Linked DNA regions of Mus musculus: all the other regions are linked to region 1. A link is a contact called in public promoter capture Hi-C data. All regions are on one chromosome and are shown on one strand. The core of a region is the stretch at or near the end of the contact, and the rest is flanking DNA. Distances in the headings are between cores, read along the strand shown. Region 1 holds the start of Nol8 (nucleolar protein 8). Region 2 holds the start of Ptpdc1 (protein tyrosine phosphatase domain containing 1). Region 3 holds the start of Cks2 (CDC28 protein kinase regulatory subunit 2).

Region 1 (2,781 bases), core at 225-2,724:
TCTTTCTTTAGAATTTGTTTCCTGCACTAAGGTTCTCTGAACCTGTTCCAAATTACACCTAATAAAAAAGGTATTTTTTTTCCATGTTTAAGATACTAAGTTACTGCTAGTTCTAGCCTTCCTTCTCTCTTTGAATGGGCAATGCTTGGGCTTTGGATTTCTCTAGGACCTTAGGCAAGCTATTTAACTATTTAACACTCAGATCAACTACCTTTAAATAAGGCTTAACAATAGTAACTAATCAGAAGACTATCACAGTTTCCTATAGAAGGCATTAGCCATATATACCAATTTGACCATGCTAGGCTGCCCTGCCCTGGGGCTATATACCCCCAACCCTTATGTTTCTAACATAATGCAGAAAAAAAAAAAAAAAAAAAAAAAAAAAAAAAAAAGGTCAGGGCCCCTTAACTACATCGTTAGATGAGTCACAAAAACAAATCCATGAAACCAGAGTAAGGAGGGAATCCCAACTAGACAAGAGCAAGTATGGTGGCTCAGGTAATAACTCCAACACTGTGTGTGGGAGTTGGGGGCTGCGGAATAGAAGACTCTTGAGTTTGAAATCAAATTGAGCCAGTTCCTGACCTACAGAGTAACAATGTCTCCAAACCCAGAAAAACAAAACAAAACAAAACCAGCTATCTAGATGCTGTTCTCCCGAAGGCAAAGACTGCTTAAAGAAAAGCCAGATTTTCCCTTTGATTCTCATCAACTGGGCGAAAACAACCCTTAAGGAAACTATTTTCTGCTGATTATAATCAAGTCATAAGCCCCAAACGCAGCGTTCACACACTCATGAGGTCATCGTTCTCCCAGAACACTGATTCAAGTTCACATTTCAGGACGTCTCCCACCACGTTCTTGAGCATGGGTCTTGGGGGGGTGAGGGAGTCGGAGTCCAGAACTGTCATAAGGTTGAGAGGTCCGCGGGGTGCTACAGGGCATGGGCTGGGAGGGATGGACCCGAGCCACGTACCAGGCTCCGGACGCCTTCTCCCCAGCGTTTTGCAGCATTCTGCACTCTCGCTGCAGCGCTGCGACCTCCGCCTCCAGGGCGCGCAGTTCGCGGGTCTCGGAATCCATGGCTACCGACGTGGAACCCTGAAGGTGAAGTAGCCCGGAGAATGGCAGTCTGGGCGCCTCGGGCAGCCAGGAGACTTCAAGGAGCGCGCGCGCTCCTGGAACGGACCACTCTCGAGCTCACGGGGGGAGAGGCTGCCGGGAGTCGCGCGTCCACGCCCACGGCCTCGGACGACGTTCCCGAGCCTGACGGCCCGCGAAATGTCGCGTCGAGCGTCTAGACACCCCCGCCGCCTCTGCGAGTTGGTTCGTTCCAAATTGCACGTCACCCTCCAACGGCCGCCCATCCCGTCTAACGGCCACTGGGCCAGCCGAGCTCTTACGTCACCGAAGGGGGCGGATTCTCGGAAGCACGAGGAAAGGAGTCTCTTTATTTTGGTTCCGCTTCTTCACTTCCGCCTACTTGAACCGGAAATCAGGAACCACGCGGCGGAGTGTCTTTTCTGTAGGAATTACCGATTTTTATTTTTCTTTCTCACACTCTGTCAGTTTTACAACGTGGAGGAGAACTAACAGAACGTCAGTAAAAGCGAAGGCGGAGGAAATAAAGAGCCCTCTGGAACTGCGGGATAACGGAACCTTAGGAGATTGGGTTGGAAACTTTGTAGGAAGGAAAGGAAAATGCACTTGCCGGCACGTGTTATTAGACGTTAAGTGCTACGCCGGGCTTGAGCTGAGTCGGACAAGCGCCCTGAGGAAGAGTGTTTGCTCGTGAGAAGTGATGGGCTATTGGGCTTAGCCTCTCCTCTCCTTCCTTAGGGGCTTCTCGAAGAGAGAGGGCAGGGCTGGAAGGATGGGGCGGTGGCTACCAAGAAGGGGTACACTGTAGGTTTTTTTCCCAGAGTGCTGGCCTTTGCTTTGGGCTTCTGCCGCTATTTAGTGATCTCGCTTGGAAGGAGACAGCCAACTTTTGAGAAAGGTTTGAGTAAGAGCTGAACATCCGCCGAGAGCTAAACGAGATGGAGCGACCTCTGGAAAACGTTTCCAGCAATCTTGGTAGGACAGTGTTAACAATTCCGGGTTCCAAAATTAGACTTCATTATGATCCTTGCTGTCACCACTACTGTTTTCTAAGTGGCACTGGGAAAAGCCGTAACCGCTCCTACTCCCCTGACCGATGAGATCCACTCAGACTGCTTTGAACAATACAGGCACACAGTGGGGAAACATATTTTAGGTATAACTTAAGTTGCCGTCTTTGTGATTTAACAGCGCTTAGGGGACACTTGTATTTTGCCATACTATTGTAATTGCAGACTTTGTTATGACTGGAGCTCCAGGATGAAGCTATTTTTATCCGTTAGCTTACTATTTTTGCCAGTATATGTTAAGGTAAAAATGTAGAAATGAATGGGGGAGGGCAGTACTTCGAATAAAAAATCAATAAGGATAAGATATAATAGCTGTGGTTGTTTTAGAGAAAACATCTGGGAGAAGATGTGTGGATGTGCTGTACTTAGGTGCAGTTGCAAAGTGTGTTCATTGAGAATGTGGATGGAGGGCCTTTGTAAAATCTCCACTGATAAAATCTGAAAGCAATACATATGAAGAGACATAGCTTCATAAGATGAAGTTGGCACAGAAGTTTCAGGGGAAAGAGTTGTGTTAAATTTCTGGAAAACTATTAAATTGTTTTTCTGTCCAAAATTAACTTTTCCAGATAGATGCCCAACATCCATGCAAGGCAACAGAGAAATG
Region 2 (2,812 bases), core at 209-2,708, 1.0 Mb before region 1:
TCCAGGACACAATGCTGTGAAGGCACCGGTATCCGGTTAGCAATTAGTTATTGCTAAGACGGACTACGGACTTCCAAATGGGAATCGTCTATGAGGTCTTAAGCAAATTTCATGCTGGTCCCAGTTTGTCTCTAAGACCTGGGTATCCACACTTTTTAAAAAGCCACAGGTGGGATTCCTGGGTAGCGAGAAGTTTCGCTACAACTGAACAGGAAGAAACCACATGGTGATGAGTGAGTGGTTTGAGGTCATACATGCGTGTTTACATTTTATTTCTTTCCACTAACAGCTCTGATTGTGGCAAATCACCCAAGCCTTCCTTTCTGAGGGAAAGACAAAAACAAAACAACAACCTGGAATGACACTTTGTTGTTAAACTCAAGAAAGCTTATGCTGTGCAGGGTGGGGGTGGAGGGTGAGGTGGAGGTGGATATATACATGTTCACACAGGTTAATAGTGCCCGCCATGATAACAGCTTCTCAGGCTCCTTCAGCTCGCAGTCAATGAATGATAGCTTGTGTTCAGTTTTTAGCATAGACAACCCTTGCTGGAATAATTTGATCAGCTATTTCCCTAAAGCACTGTTTCTCAAGCTCCACCCCCCTCCTCCCTGGGCCTTTGTTTACTAAATTTTCTTTTCCATTAAAATTTAATACCACAGGTAGGGTGTATCTATGGTGTGGTCCTCTGAAAGGCCACAAACCCTTTATTATATAAGAAAACACACACACCCCAGAGCAGGGACATCGACATCATCATCATCATTATCAACGTTGAGAATGCATGTCAGGAGAAAAAGTGACTTGGTCAAGGTCACGTGACTCGTTTACTGACAGAAAGAGGTCCGAATTAGGGATCCCAAAGTGGTAGCCTGATACCTGCTTGTGGCTGTCTTGTCTGCTTTATTTGTAATGAAGAACTAGTTGTCAATATTTCTAATCAAGAGATTTCAACTAAAACACCCAAGCAAGCCTCCAACTGCTCCCGAGAAATCCGAGTGTCGCAGCACTTGAGCAAGACAGAGGGGCGCCCGGTGGCCCTGGTCCCCCGCCCCGCCTCTAGGGATGCGCCTCCAAATAACGCCTCCCTGGATAACCCGCCGCGTAAGGACAACCGTCTGGGGACCGCTCGGCGGGCGCCTAACTGGCTGCGGACTCCGAACCTCTTGGCGCGCTTCGCTCTCCGGCTTCGGAGCCCTGGAGCCGACGGGTCGGTGTCTCACGTCTAGGGCCGGGAGGCGCGGGCGGAGAGGACCGGCCGGCCCCGGGCGCTGCTCGGGCGGGTTCCGCGGCGCTGGCCTGCCCGCAGGCCCGGCCTCCCGCCGCGCCTCTGAGCAGGGAGACTCCCCGCCAGGCGCGCTACACAACGTCTCCCTCGGGCGCGCGCACGGGCCACTCCACAGCCCGGCCGCCGAGGACGCCCTGTCGCCGCCGCGGCCTTGCGCGCGCCCGACCCAACAGCCAATAGCCGGAGCCGCTCGGTGCACGTGATACGCGCCAGCCAATGGAGACTCGAGGCGGCCCGTGACGCGGCGGACAGCTTCTAAGGTTTTCGAACATGTGGGAGCCGCTGGGAAGCCGAGCTGGGGCTTGAGTGGTCGCGGGCTGAGCCGACGGCGTGTGCGCGGAAAGCCCGGAGGACCCTCAGGGCCATGAGAGGGCGCGGCTGCCAGCCTGCAGCATGGGGGTGGGGGTGGGGGGCACCGACTCCCCACGAGCCCCGGTGCAGAGTCGCAGGAGGAGCGAGGACTGCTCTGGAGCTTCGCTCACGGAACCACGTGTTCCGTCTCAGCGCCCAAAGAAGAAGAAAAGCCCATATTATGCATCGAATGTCTTCATTTCCCCCCTAATATTCTTGAACTATTATATTTAATAGTCAATATTGTCTTGCACTATGACAGTTTAAATATGAATTTCTGGAGTTGGTCTAGTAGGGGAAAGTTGAATTATGTAGAGGGGGGAAAATGAAGACCAAGTGCTGTCATAAGTATGGGTCCTGTAGGTATCTGGTGAAACCACTGTACCTGTTAGCAACGATCCGTGTTGCTAACGAAAGTCCCAACTGCCACTTGTTCTGTAAGCATACTTTAACTCAAGTAGAAATTTCCCCTCGGTTGTTCTGAAACAGACCATCAGCAAATGTTCACTAAGGCAGTAATTTAAAGACACCAGTGCTGTAGCAGTTGGATGACCAAAGCTAAAAACCCATAAATACTATGTCTCTCCACAGTGGAGTAGGCTAGCCTAATAAATCTGAATTCTCCAACTCTCAGAGTGGTGTTTGGTTCTTCTTTGGTCAGTTTTCCATAACACCAGAGTCTCTTCCTTCTGTTCTCCTGCAATCCTTAGACTTTCTTTGTCAAAGCCTTGCCAGCATCTTAGCCTCTTGTGACTCCAGGTCTGGACAGGAACAGGGACCCTGTCATTAAGAGACCTGACTGGTCTCTGCCCTCTTGTAACAGAAACTCCAGGTTCCAGAATCCTGATCTAAACTCACAGGCATTTCTTCTCATTAAAGCTGTACCCAGGGATCCAGACATTCTGCCATGTCACCCTTAAAAAATCAGGTTTCCTTTCAATTTGTGTCATGGATCAAAATCGTAGACAGAGCACCATCCACCATGTCCTTATTTAATATTTTAATAAAGATCTTACTAGAAGCCTACCCATCAACTTAATCATATTATAGATCTTACATACTCAGTAACATGACCTCATGTAGTTGAGAAATGTCTTCACTAGGCACATTTCTGTTCTTAAGGAAATCCCATGCCAAAAAAGTGAGGGATGGATCCAGATAAGCATCTACCAG
Region 3 (2,859 bases), core at 28-2,527, 2.0 Mb after region 1:
TCCTATTTACATGTTGAAATTTTAATCCCACCTGTTGTCTCACGTGATAATATCGGTAGGCAATTAGCACCTTTATTATTTTAGTGCTAAAAATAACTTTAAAGTTGTGCAAGAAGTCAGACGATCTTGTGTTCTCTTTAACTGAGGGCCAAGTGAAGTCGGGAAACCTGTCGTTAAAAGATTGCAGGCACCTGATTACCCAACTCTATAAAAAAATAAAATTGTAGTTACATGCTGACTTCCGTTTTTATTATTTTAGACAGGATCACACTTTGCTATCCTACCATCTGTTAAAGATATTAGGCTGAAGCTGGACGGTGATGGGGCATCCACTTTTAATCCCAGCACTGGGGAGGCAGGGGCAGGAGGATCGCTGAGTTTGAGGCCAGCTTGGTGTACAGAGCGAGTTCCAGGATAGCCAGGGCTACACAGAGAAACTCTGTCTCAAAAACAAAACAAAACAAAACAAAACAAAAAACAGCCGGGCGGTGGTGGCGCACGCCTTTAATCCCAGCATTTGGGAGGCAGAGGCAAATGGATTTCTGAGTTCGAGGCCAGCCTGGTTTACAGAGTGAGTTCCAGGACAGCCAGAGCTACACAGGAAAAGCCAGTCTCCGAAAAAACAAAAACCAAACCAAACTAAAAAAAAAAAAGGAGGAGGGAGGGGTGTTGACCTGGCATTGGAGTACAGGGATTAAAGGTGTGGGCCAGTACGCCCAGCTGCCGTGGGTTACTTTGTTATCCTAACAGCCACACCAGAGCAATTCATCCACTGCAACAAATCGCAAAAATATTAAAAGAAAAATGACACCTGCTCATTGTAGAAAATGGTTGTTATATGTAACTTGCTGCACGAAACCACGACTTAACACCCTTTCAACTTCCTTTTACATGAGCACATCTTTTTAAGATGGGACTAGCTCGCAGCCAAGCGTAATTAGCGTTGCCATCAGGGGCAGCGGAGGGCACCTTACCCTCTGGAACGCTCCGCAGCTGGACTTCCCTGACCACAGAGACCGCCCCCCAGGCGTCTCGTGCCGCTCCGGCCCCCAGAGCCCCGGATACCTCATCTCGTGTCCGCCCACCACCCAACGGTTCTGCCCCCAGGCACGTTCTAAACCACTGCGCACGCGCTGCGAGGCACTTAACGACTCGGCTCCGCCCTTCTCAATATCTCTTGGGGTCGCCGGGCGCTCCTCGCTGAATCGTTAGCCAATCCTTACTCCCGCCCTCGCAATCTTGCAACAGGCTTCTGATTGGTTACCTGTCCTCGAGGTCTGCGCGGAGCGTGATTGGTTGGTGGCTTCGCCCAATCGGCGGAGGGCTGTCGGATTCAAATCCAGAGCGTTGGGCCTGCGGTCGTTGGCCTCATTCGAGTCGTTGCGTCGGCCCTAGGCGGACGTAGAGCCCCTTGCGCCCGGTTTCCTGATCCCGCTTACTCCTCTGCGCGCCGGCAGGATGGCCCACAAGCAGATCTACTACTCAGACAAGTACTTCGATGAGCACTACGAGTACCGGTGAGGAGCGCCTGCGGAGGAGGGCCGCGCTGGGAGGTCAGACCTGGTGGTCGGGACTCGGACCCCCTTAGAGGCCTCCGTCCGTCCGGGCAGCCTTGCTTTGTGTAGTGTTGCGGGGATCGCAGGAGATGGGGAGTCGTTAGATGGGTGGGCAGCGCCTAGTCTGGGAGTTCACGACCGCAAACCGCACTGGCCCGGACTGGCCGGGAGGGGAAGTCCCCGGAAACGCACCCGACGGGCATTATCGAGTGTCTGATGGGTAACGGCTCCAGACGCTGTAACACGGGGCGTTGTTAAAGGGCTTCAAGATCAAATTGAAAACTCGAGATTGCCTTCGGAAGGATTGGGGTGGTGGTGGCTACGTTACCTTCAACTGCTAGTCCATATTGGCCACGTTTGGGGCTTTTGAGGAAGTTTTGAGTTTTAAATCCTGAGATGCGCAGGAAGGTAGTACCTACGTTAATATAATTAGCAAATGGGATTGTGGAAAGTAAGGGAGGATTGTAGTTAACTTTATTGTATCCCTTATGACTTGGGGTGTGGTTTCAAAGGCCTTTCCGTCGCTGGGTTCTTCTGGGTTGGGATTAGAGCGTTGCATTCTGGGACACAGTCAAGGACTCCAGGTGGGTAAAACCTGTTCCTCCCTTGGGCAAATAGTGACCTTGTTTTCTGTTTGCTGCCCTTTTAGGTTAGTGTCCAGAATGCTGTTTGAGGGATGAGACACTTTTTAAAAGAGTGGCTTCACCGCCCCACCCCCCATTCTCTCAGTCCGCTAGTGTAGAAGTCTTCACAGCCAGAAAACTTTTTCCAGGCTGTTTGACGATGCACTAATGCTATAAACTTGAATGTTCTTAAGTAGGGAAGTCTCATGGGTTTTTTTTTTCCCCCTTACTAAAAAATTTAAATACATAACAGTCTTTACATAGTAATTACAAACTTCACAATGGTAACCATGTGATAATTGGCTTAATATTTGGTCGTTATAGTAACTCAGAACTTGGTTTGGAAATATCCAAAAATGACCGAAAGTAATTGTACTGTCTTTCTAAATTAGGCAAATAATTATTTGGATGGAAATGTTTAGCATATGGGTTTATATACATTTCTTTAGTTGTCAAAGTGAGATAGTTTTAGTTTCTAAACTTGGAGTATATAAGTTGTGCGTGTTTTGGGGAGCAACTGCTGGTCTGTCTTAAGTATTTTACTCCAATATAAAGTAGGAGCTAGTTTATTACCCACTGGAATCCAGAGGTCAAAAAAAGTGTTTTATTTTGAAACATGAAGTGTTTAAGCTTGCTGTTCTGCCTTAGCAGTTGCTGAGATGGTGGGTGTGTTGCCACAC

The links. Promoter capture Hi-C pulls out the DNA fragments that hold promoters and counts their contacts.
Region 2: a contact with region 1 is called in a promoter capture Hi-C map of pre-B cells, with 4 times the contacts expected there. The contact joins the promoter of Ptpdc1 here to the promoter of Nol8 in region 1. A contact is called at or near these places in 2 of 39 promoter capture datasets (liver and pre-B cells), 4 of 484 Hi-C or Micro-C datasets (B cells, CD4 T cells, natural killer cells and 1 more) and 3 of 9 other capture datasets (adipose tissue, liver and pancreatic islet).
Region 3: a promoter capture Hi-C map of liver shows a contact between it and region 1, with 3 times the contacts expected there. The contact joins the promoter of Cks2 here to the promoter of Nol8 in region 1. A contact is called at or near these places in 7 of 39 promoter capture datasets (the C10 cell line, the HPC-7 cell line, cranial neural crest and 3 more) and 4 of 115 datasets of contacts at active chromatin or transcription factors (astrocytes, embryonic stem cells and large pre-B cells).

The regions. Positions count from the first base shown.
Region 1 is chr13:49,651,604-49,654,384 of GRCm38.p6, forward strand. Nol8 (nucleolar protein 8) reads left to right here and starts at 1,475. Exons shown (of 17, transcript NM_001271397.1): 1 at 1,475-2,079; 2 at 2,744-2,781. The coding sequence starts at 2,043. It overlaps Cenpp (centromere protein P), which reads right to left and starts at 1,128. Exons shown (of 8, transcript NM_025495.3): 1 at 980-1,128. The coding sequence starts at 1,086.
Region 2 is chr13:48,624,214-48,627,025 of GRCm38.p6, forward strand. It overlaps Ptpdc1 (protein tyrosine phosphatase domain containing 1), which reads right to left and starts at 1,459. Exons shown (of 10, transcript NM_207232.2): 1 at 1,164-1,459.
Region 3 is chr13:51,643,955-51,646,813 of GRCm38.p6, forward strand. It overlaps Cks2 (CDC28 protein kinase regulatory subunit 2), which reads left to right and starts at 1,278. Exons shown (of 3, transcript NM_025415.3): 1 at 1,278-1,517. The coding sequence starts at 1,459.